2 separate regions of the Sus scrofa genome follow, and region 1 is linked to region 2. The links are chromatin contacts, called in public promoter capture Hi-C maps. All regions are on one chromosome and are shown on one strand. The core of a region is the stretch at or near the end of the contact, and the rest is flanking DNA. Distances in the headings are between cores, read along the strand shown. Region 1 overlaps WAC (WW domain-containing adapter protein with coiled-coil). Region 2 holds the start of WAC (WW domain-containing adapter protein with coiled-coil).

Region 1 (5,604 bases), core at 1,302-3,801, 57 kb after region 2:
TCACTTCTAATGGAAGTTTATTGGTAATAAACAAAATTACTTCTCATTTATATTCATAATGAAAGAAGAAATGAACAGATTCGTATTAGGTAACCCAGGTCAACACATTATTTTAACCCATGTTAAAATATGGAATAGCTTTTTTTTAAAGTGGGTTTTTATTTTCCTTTGCGCTTTTGAAGTTTTAAATCTGTCTTTGAAAATTGGTAGCAGTATTATTTGAAGTTAGGTACACAGACCTTTGGTCGTACGGATGATTTGTATTAAGTTAATTGTTGAAAGACGAGTTGAAACTGCCTAATTTTTTCAGTGTTAAGATAGTCACGTTGTAGTTCCCTGCTAAGTTCTAAGATGAACATTTATTATGGTGTTTAACACAGAGCGCCCCCCCCCAGTTCATAGTAAATATCTAGGCCTTGTTGAATCTAAATATTTAGCCTTTTTGAATGCCTCCTCCTTCCTAGTCTAAATCATGATAGGACTCCCAGACATCACGTAGGCTGCTTTAGATTGTTATGCATATTTCTGATTTTCTTAAGAGATCTCTTTATTCAGAGAGTCTCTTTACTTGGGGAAAAAAAATATTTCCATTTAGACATTATAATTGGAATCTTCCCTTTTAAGTATCTTTCACCAATTTTCATTTGTTGGTAGTGCTTTAAATTCAATCCTAGATTACTTTGCATTTATACACCAACTCCCCTAGCTATTAATTAAATATCTTCTGTTTTCAATTTAAATACCTTTTGGAGTTTTTTAAGTTTGAGGCACTTAAGATCTGTCCTCTGTAATCAGTCTTGCCTGAAGATAGTCTACTTAATCATAGAATTCTTAGGACTCCAAGAAGTTCTTTTTACAGGGAATGCCATCTTTGATGTTATTTAATGAACTATTCTTCATTAACCCATAATTAAATCCCAAAATTAACACTTTGTTTTCTATAGCTTAACTTTGAGAAGGAGTGGTGGGACTCTGTTTCAGGGAGAGTAAATAGGGAGATGCTTTTTTTTATTTAAGAAGAGAAAAGCAGCTTTCATGTAGGAGTTTTAAGACATTCTGAATTGAAAGAGCAGATAGGTGCTTCAGTAATTATTTAGTGCTATTTTACAGCAGCCATTTTCATACTTTTTAGTCTCAAGACCTCTACATTCATTAAAATCGAGAACTTTCATTTATGTGGACTATCATCGTTTACTATATTAAAATTTTAAACTGATAAATTTGAAAAGTAATTTATTAAAAAAGTTGTAAAGCTATTGTTACATGTCAATACATGTAATATATTTCTATGAAAAATAACTTTCTGAAACAAAAATAGACATTGACCATCTCTTTAATTCTTAACTTCGATGGGAAAAGATAACTAGAATGTCATAGCTGCTCTACATCCAGTCTTCTGTGATATCAAATTTCCTGTAAAGCCACTGGGAAACACCACTGTGTTCTTTTGATAGAATGAGGAGGCAGAAGATAGAATTGTCTCAGCAATATCTGTAGCAGTATTAGTTATGTTTTTGTGAATGATCTCTCGGAGTCCCTCAGGGGTTCCCAAGCAGCACTCATTGAACCGTTGCCTTAGAGCACATGTTGGCAACTATACCAAGCCTAATTTCTTAGAAAACTTAAAACATAAGGCCTGCAAACATTTCATTTTAATTTTAGATATTTTTAAAATTAAAAAACCTGAGAATTTAATGTATAACTTGGTAAGTAGCTGATAGCACTGTATTGTAAATTGAAATTTGCTAAGAAAGTAGAGCTGAAATGTTCTCACAGGGAAGTCTGTGACTGGGGTGACAGAGACGGATGTGTTAATAACTAGATGAGCGGAATCCGTTCACCATGTATATGGATATCAAATCATTGAGGTGTACACTTAAATGTCTTACAGTTTTTTGTCACTTATATCCCAGTAAAGCTGAAAAAAAGAGATTGATTTTGTCTTTTGGCTGTGTGTGTGTGTGTTTGTGTGTTTAGGGCTGCACTCACAGCTTATGGGTTCCCCGGCTAGGGGTCAAATCGGAGCTTCAACTTTCGGCCTACACCATAGCCACAGCAACATGGGATCTGAGCCGTGCCTGTAATCAACACCACAGCTTGCAGCAACACTGCATCCTTAACTCACTGAATTAGGCCATGGATCGAACCCACATGCTCCTGGATACAAGTCATGTCCTTAATCCGACGAGTCACAAGAGGAATTGCTATTGGCATTTTAAAAATTACCCTTTTACTTAAAAGATTTTTTCCTTAACCTTTTTTTTTTGAGGATAGAAGCAGGGTGGAGAAGATGAACTTAAGTTGCTAGTATGTTACTGTGTAGCGCTGTACCTTGGAGCACATTCTATTAAGACAGACATTAACTTGTACTAACCCAGGATATGATAGACCCCTGCTTACGAAGGTTCTGATTTGTGAACTTTTAACTGTCCTGGAGGTTGTGCCAGAATGGAAATTAACTGTCATGAAGTGCACTGTTTACTTGAGCAGTGTTTGTTTTGTAGAGCAATGCCTTTGGCTGGGGAAGCAGTATGTTGATAGTTATTCTGATGCAAGCTCGTTTTCCTATAGCACAGGTCACACAGTTCACACAGCCATCAATTTGAAGAGCGCTGGTTTAGACCACTCTGATCCTAGCCTTCTGGAAGCTAGGGGATTGAGAATTAACTGTCTACTGATTTTGAAGGTTTAGAAGCATGGGGCTGATTTCCAGCAGCCTTATTATTCTGAGATGTAAACCTCAGAGCAAATTCTGTAGTATTTCTTCACGGGTCCTCACGATTACTAGGACATTTCCAAAATTAGTGTTGATTTATTGGAAAAACAGCAGATTTTTTCTTCTACCACTAATTAGTTTTGTGACCTGTGAACAACCTGGAAGTTCTCTTGGCTTGTTCTCAGGCGGTAAATTAAAGCTGAGTAGGCAGTGCATAAGGATTCCTTTGCTCAAGCTTTAGAACTGACCCTCTACATTGTGGTAAATCCAGAAGAAGGATGGGCTGTCAAAGTATATATTTTTTAATTTATTTTCATGTCAGGGCTCCACCAGATTGAGTTAAGAGAAAATGAGTGATACTGCTAATCCATAATGAGAGACAGGATTTATTTCTTACTTGACCCATCTCATGGATTTTGGAGGAGAAATAAAGTCATAGCTTGTAATTAGCTTTGTGTTTACATTAAAGTTTTTTGGGTGTGTGTCTGTGTTTTTTTCCCCTCACTAATAAGAACATTGAATACAGGCTGGTTGTTCTCTATTAAAGTCTGTGTGATCACTACTTCTGCTGCGAAGAGCTTGGATCTTCTCTTTTCTCATGCTGTCAAATCAGTCATTTGAGAGTGGGTTCTCTAACCTCCCTCCATGTGACTTATTTCAGCAATTAAAGCTGTGATGATGGGGAGCTTTTGTAATGCTTTTCTAAAGTCAAGGTGATGTTGATTTCATGTCTTTGTTCCTGGGCCTCATAAACTACTAATCTGTTTAATTTGATATTTTAGCAATTGGTTTTCCATTGTTATCCTTTAAGGTCTATATAGACTAAGCTCTCCCAGGAGGTATACACACATAATTACATCTTATATCAGCGTACCTTTAACACAAATCTTTTTTCATATGTATGCTTTGAAAACAATCGACGTTCTCGATATTTCATATCAAGTGATATTAAGTATTAGTAACATTTTCTAATCTTTAAAAATGTATTTTTTAAGCCTTATGATTCTGCAGATGACTGGTCTGAACATATTAGCTCTTCTGGGAAAAAATACTACTACAATTGTCGAACAGAAGTTTCACAATGGGAAAAACCAAAAGAGTGGCTTGAAAGGTATCCGCTTTTAATGTAATTGAACATTATTTCTCATTCTTGATTCTATAGGCTACCATCTTAGAATGCTAAACATTGTTAAGTTTAGGTTTCTTAGTGTGGTGCTCATCACTCCCCTTTTTAATTGCAGTGGTTAGCCCATTGTCTGTGTTTTCCATAATTTCTCTTTACCTTAAAAAACAAAACAAAAAACTAGGATAGGTAAACAACTGTCCACAAGGGCCTTGTGCATGAATCAGTATATTTAATTTAAAAATGTATATTAATCTGCATTTATACATCTTCCTTATGATTTATACTAGAAATCTTCATAATGCTTTTAGGATGAGAAGTTTCCTTTATAAATGTCTAATTATTATTATACAGTTTTGGTTGTAGGGTTAATGACATATAAATAATTGGTATGATATTGCTGTCAGTGAGAAACCTGTTTTTTTATTTTCCATGTACTGTTAAATTGCACATTCGCAAAGAATTGTTAAATGTAGATTCATTGCACCTGTTGTAAATTTTTGGGGTTTATTTTTTGTTTTTAGAGAGCAGAGACAAAAAGAAGCAAACAAGATGGCAGTTAATAGTTTCCCAAAAGATAGGGATTACAGAAGAGAGGTGATGCAGGCAACAGCCACTAGTGGGTTTGCCAGTGGAAGTAAGTATTAATTTTTTTCTTTGAACCAATATGATGTTTGATTCATTCCTGCAGTTCATTTGCTTTACAGATTTATATGCATAACCATTTATATCTGTGAACTAAAATAAATAGAAACATAGGAATTTTCTTTTATGTAGGATCTGCCCTCATAATCTATGTTTTTTGTAAAGGGAAAGGGTACACAGTAGAATAGTACACACATATTCATCACTGTGAGAAGTATTCATCACTTCTCATAGTGGCTGTAATGCCACTGACTTGGTTACAAAATAAAATTTCATGTTATGGATTGGTTCCTTTTAAAACAGGAGCCACCACTACCCCACTGCTCCATTTAAACTGGACACTGCAAAACTCCCCTGGGTTTCAATCTAGTAATTGAATCATAGCCACACACAGCTAGTAATATAAAGTACCTATTGATGTTCTCTGTTATCAGAAGCTTATTTATCCTTATGTTTGGAAATGGATTTCATCGTGATCCTAGTATCTGTGTATTATCTCCATACTGTGGGCATAACAGTGTTTTCCTGAGGTCAGATTTTGTTCATGTGGCAACAGTATGGGTAACATACATCTTATTTTTTTAATTCAAATAAAATTAGAATTTGAAGATTTTACTAGATGTATTCTATTCCCAATGGTTTCCCTTGCCCAGAATACAGTTTAAATGCCACATAGATTCTTAGGCTCTTTATCAAAGTTTGAATCAAATTTTGAGAATTTTAAGATAGGTTTTGGGAATTCTTCTATAACCCAGAACAAAAAAGTAGGGGATAGGGAGTTCCCTGATGGCCTTGTGGTTAAGAATCTGGCATCATCACTGTGTGGCTCAGGGCACTGCTGTGGCGTGGGTTCGATCCCCAGCCCAGAAACTTCTGCATGCTGTAGGCATGGCCAGAAAAGGAGGGGGGGATATATTTGGTCCCAGCCAAAGGATATTGAATTTTTGATGGGAACAATTTAAGATGAAACATAATAAAATAGTTCTGTGGGAGTGAATGTTTAAAATGTGTTCGTTGGAACATTTAGCTTTTTATATTAGTGAAATTATATTCTTAGAAAATAAAAATAATTTAAAGTACTGGAGGTTAGGATATTAAGAATATTGTACTTTGAGACAGA
Region 2 (5,002 bases), core at 1,314-3,813:
GAGTAGGTCAGAATTGTTACAGATCTGACTCCTGCTGGAGAAACAAGAAACAGTAGTGAGGGCTGGGAGAAGTGAAGCTCTAGAGGATGTTAAACAGCTGTTTCAGAGCGCAGGGTAAATGGATTAGGGAAATTAGCCTGAGCAGGTGAGGAGCACCAGGAGTTCATGTGAGTTAGCACGGCTGTTTTTTCTCAAAGGTATAGTGAATTGAGCAGGGCTGTGGTTAAGGAAGGTAAAATAGAGAGAGAAGGACCAAAGGTGTTTCCAAAGGAGTCATAACAACAGGTAACAGAATAGCTAAGGTAGGCAGTGAAATGATATTTTTAAAAACGGGCTTAACATTTAGAGAGTGTCCTTCAGTAAATAGCTGATTCTCACGAAGGCTGAACTGCTCCTGGGGGAATAAATACAGGGTTAGGTTCCTGTGAGTCTGGTCACATTTTTGTTAACTGATCAATACATAACTTTGAGAGTTCTAGCAGTAACGAACCCAACTAATATCCATGAGGACTTGGGTTCGATCCCTGGCCTCACTCAGGTTAAGGATCCTGCGTTGCTGTGAGCAGTGGTGAGGTTGCAGATGAGGCTTGGATCTGGTGTGGCTGTGGCTGGCAGCTACAGCTCCAATTCGACCCCTAGCCTGCAAACCTCCATATGCTGCAAATGCTGCTGTGTTTCTGTCTAGACATCTTACTACATATATATATTTTTAGGTCCTTTTAGGGCTGCACTTGCAGCGTATGGAAATTCCCAGGCTAGGGGTCTAGCTGGAGCTACAGCTGCGGGCCTATACCACAGCACTGAAGGATCCGAGCCACACCTGCCATCTACACACAGCTCAGGCCACGATGGATCTTTAAACCACTAAGCAAAGCCAGGGATCAAACCTGCGTCTTCATGATACTAGTCGGGTTCTTTGCCACTGTGCCACGACAGGAACTCCACTTATTATGTACTGTTGATGAGCACTTGATTCACGTCAAGTGAGCACATAAAGGAACCTTATGCAGGGAACATATTTTCTCCACAAAGAATGGCCTTCCCGTGCCGAGGAATACTAGACAAGACTTCAGCACTATGCTGGGGGGTGACAGCCCTTAAAATCGGAAAAGCACCAATAAAAAGCACCCCAAAAAGCTAAAAACCTAACACTCTGTATATTGTGAAAATCGAATTTGTTTACTCAGGTGAAATAACGCTGAGTGTTGCCGCCTTTAATCTCAGCAGTGCCTGTTAGGCAAATACTTTTTTTGCTGTGCACATCCATGAATGCTGTGGATATTGACTACAAATAAATTTTAGTGAGCAGGTGAATTTGCGAATAGAGAATCTGTGAGGAATGACCAATGACTACACTGACCATAGCAGTCGCCTCTGTAGCCCCGTTTGCTGCTTTTGCTCAAACCGTAACAAGCTCAGCAGACATTTATAATCATTAAAAAAAAATGAGTAATACGTTTTGCTGCCAGTTTTCAAAAAGTTTCTCCATATATTACTTTCTGTAGCCTACAAATCTGATGCCTTTTGTCTTCAACATATTTGTTACAAAAACATTAGAAATTGCACTTTAAAAAGGCTCCAGGTTTTGTTTTGTGTTTCTCATTTCAGTCACTGGCAGTTTTTTTCTTAATTACTGACAGCTTCAGTGGGCATTAAATAGTCCTTTACAGGTTCTCACAAAGAGCAATAATCTTAACATTTGACATGTAATGTGACAAATAAGGTTACATAATTAATATTTTTTCGATCAGTGGTGATTTCAGGGCCTTTTCCTCACATGATTCCGTATCTTCACTATGCCACAAATAATGCAACTGGTTGTATACCAAATAAATAAGTTTTTTGGAGGGATCTTGTTTCTTCTGACTTGTTTCCTATTTAGCTTTTTTCTTCCAGGTAAACGGCTGTGTACTTTATCATCATCTTTTTCACTCAATGTTGCCGTACAAGTTTAGAGCAGAAAAAGAAAACCATCTGAATACCAGTGCCCTCAAGTAAAGCCCTAATTTGGGGGTGGTGATACTTGATTTTTCCCCTCCCAATGTGCAAATGTTCCTATAGGGCCTGGAACAGTCTATAAAATGTAGTTTGCGGAGATTTCATTAAGCTCTCCCTAAGCCGCGCAGAACCTCCAGATGACTGCATTTGAGCGAAAAGGAACGGAAAGAGAGAAAAACGGGAAATAAAGGAAGGAGGGGGTAGGGGAGGAAACGTTAGGAGCAAGGATGCGGAAGCGCCTCGATTCTTTTCCCAAGTAACCCCACCCGTGCGTCCCAGGCTCGGTCGTTTTAACCCAAAGGCCGAGCGGCCCTCGCTCTTCCTCTGGGGGTGCAGGCCCCGCGCCCCCCTTGCTGAGGCTCGCTCGAGCACGCTTCCGGGTGAGACTTACTTTCACGAAGCCGAAGGCCCAGCTCCGGGCCCTGCCCGCGTACGGCGCCCCGGCCCGACTTCGGCTCCTAAGAGCAGGCCTGAGGGGCGTCCCCCCGGCGACCCCGCCGCAAGCCCGGGGCCGCCGAAGCACCAGGCCCGCGCTCTCCCCGAGGGCGCCCCCGCCCCCGCGCCGCTGGGCGCACGCGCAGCCGCCGCCGCCGCCCTTATTTAGTCCGCGATGGCTCCTCGAGCGCCCCACCAGCCTCCTCCCCAAGGCGCCGCCCTCCCCGCGCGCCCCAGGGCCCCTACGACCAGCCTCGGGCGGCTCCCCGAGCCCGACGACCCCTAAACTGGAACGGTGGCGGCCGGACGTACGCTGGGGTTCTGTGGCGGCAACCGGAAAGAGCTGACGCGCGCGAGGAGGCTAGCCAGGCCTCGGAGGAAGAGGAGGGCCGGGGTGAGCCGAGGTTTGCCGAAGGCGGCGTTCCGGAGCCGCGCGAGGGTGGGAGAGGAGGGGCGCGGCGGAAACTGCCGAGGGCTTCCGAAGGCCGCAGAGGCCGAGTTGCCCGGATGTAGTTGGTGGAGCGGCAGCGGCGGCACCAGCGGCGGCGGCGGCAGGAGGAGGAGGAGGAGGAGAAGGACCCGAGCGGCGGCGGTGGCGGCGGGGGGAGGAGGGGCGGAGGCGACGGAGAGGGAGGGGGAGAAGGCGGAGGGGGCAGTCGCTCTCCGCGGGCCGAGCCGGACGCGTCTTCTTGCCCCCTCCCCCCGGTTCGCCGCTGCCCGGCTGAGCGAGAGCGTGGTGCGGGCGGAGGGAGATGGCCCGGGAGCGCCGGCGCCAGTAACGGGGAGGTGCTGAGCGTCGTCGGGGCGCGCCGGGCCCTGTGCCGCCGGAGGCCGCCGCCCGCCGCCTGCGCGCCCGCCGCCCGCCTCGCGGCCGCTGTCCCCCCTCCCCGACACACGCTCACAGGCCGGGCATTGATGGTAATGTATGCGAGGAAACAGCAGAGACTCAGTGATGGGTAAATCGTCTTTTCGTTTCGGGCCGGGCTGCGGGCGGGCGGCGGGGGGGCGCCTCCTTATCTGGGGCCGGCCGCGCCGCCATTTTTGTTGTTAACCCTGCTCGGGCTCTGCCGGGGGGAGCGGCCGCGCGGGCGGCGGCGGGCGGCGGGCGAGTGCAGGCGGGCGGGCGCGCGTGTGAGTGTGAGCGCGAGTGAGCGCGTGTGCGTGCGTGTGAGCGCGCGGGGCCCGACCGGGCATTCGCGGGAGCGCGGGGCGGCGCGGGGTTCCGCGGGGGCCGGGCCGTGCCCGCGTCTCATGTCGCCTCTCTTCCTGTTTTCAGCTGTCACGACCGGAGGGGGGACTCGCAGCCTTACCAGGTACCCGCGAGGCGGCGGAGGGCCGGGCGGCGGGCGGGCTGGGCGGGCGGGGGAGGAACTGCTACTCGAGCGCAGGCTTCGCGAGTCGCTGCAGGCCCTTCGGGGCCCCGGAGCCCACCCGGGCGTCGCGGGCCCCCCGGGCCCCGAGCTCGGCGCCCGACGGGCCCTCGAGACTGATTTTTGACAGGTGACCGGGGGGGTGGTCAGGCTTTTTTAGGAAAAGTCGTTCTCGGCTAAGAACGACCTGACTCGATTATTTGTATGTGAGGGGATTGGTGGGGCGAGGTAATAGGGGATTTCTCAGCCGGCTTTATGTGTGTTGGGGAACTAAAAGTTAAGGTGAAGCGACGGAAATGAGGTGGAAGGCCAGGGAAGAAGCCACTAATTGATTGGCAGCTCTGAAGTGTTTTGTAAACCACTACCCCTTCCTAATTTGTTTTTGGTGCAGTTAAGTGCCTTACTAATGAAAGATGGCGCTTTTGTTTCTATAGGAATTGAGGTCTTTGGATACTTGGGTAATTCATTCTAATGTAGACGGTTCTAGGTACATAGGTTCCTCTTTGTTGTTGCAGTCACTGCATCTAAAATTTCAAAAAATTATGATAGACGTGGCCCCACTTGTCCGGGCCGTCGTGGGGGTGGGGTGGGGATAATGGTTGGTAACTCAGAGGACCCTAGAAGTAAATACTTTCTACATCAGGTTTCTAGGCTGTTACATCTGTTCCTGACTACCATGGGTTGTTAAAGCTCAAGTTAAAAAAAAAAAAAAAACCCTAGGTCCTCTGTAATGTGTTAAAAGATTAAACCCTGTTGAATCAGGCCCTCTGAAATTTAATTAATCACACATTTTAAGAGACTGCTACATCATCATTGTCTTAAATACGTTAAAGATGTCTACATATGCTAGATTATTGCGAGGGAGTTCCATTAAGTTCCACTAAGATAATGTCAGAAATATCAGTCAGCATTTTTATACCTTAATATTGTTTCTGCCACCTGCAAGAGTAGTTGTTAGGTCTGAAATGCTTTGCTTAAATCCAAGAATTGGAAAACCTGATGGGTTCTCTCTCCCTTTTTTTTTGTTGGTTTGCAGAAACATGTTTATACTTATTTATATGCATTTCAGTTTTAGAGCAGAAACAAATTACAGTAGTACTCTGACTCTGCTTTTCTTTAAACTTTTTAATTTCCAGAAAAATTTATTGAGAAGTGAATGTCCCAACATGTTTGATTTCTTGTATTTATAAGATAATTTG

What was found. Promoter capture Hi-C pulls out the DNA fragments that hold promoters and counts their contacts.
Region 1: a promoter capture Hi-C map of fetal liver shows a contact between it and region 2, with 8 times the contacts expected there. The contact joins the enhancer-like site here to the promoter of WAC in region 2. A contact is called at or near these places in 4 of 5 promoter capture datasets (fetal liver, fetal skeletal muscle, liver and 1 more), 8 of 47 Hi-C or Micro-C datasets (alveolar macrophages, blood, embryonic fibroblasts and 3 more) and 2 of 2 datasets of contacts at active chromatin or transcription factors (alveolar macrophages and skeletal muscle).

What each region holds. Positions count from the first base shown.
Region 1 is chr10:39,986,685-39,992,288 of Sscrofa11.1, forward strand. It overlaps WAC (WW domain-containing adapter protein with coiled-coil), which reads left to right. Exons shown (of 14, transcript XM_013980205.2): 5 at 3,712-3,827; 6 at 4,364-4,476. Among named protein-coding and RNA genes, the nearest start is that of WAC, 57 kb to the left of the region's middle. Within about 2 kb of position 2,552, at least 5 of the 83 cell types and tissues checked have an H3K27ac peak or open chromatin away from gene starts, as enhancers often do. A contact at or near this core is called in fetal liver and liver, where this site is marked.
Region 2 is chr10:39,929,999-39,935,000 of Sscrofa11.1, forward strand. It overlaps WAC (WW domain-containing adapter protein with coiled-coil), which reads left to right and starts at 2,564. Exons shown (of 14, transcript XM_013980205.2): 1 at 2,564-2,827; 2 at 3,710-3,746. It overlaps LOC100621751, which reads right to left and starts at 3,346. Exons shown (of 5, transcript XM_021064279.1): 1 at 3,340-3,346; 2 at 3,105-3,307; 3 at 2,390-2,794. The coding sequence starts at 3,346.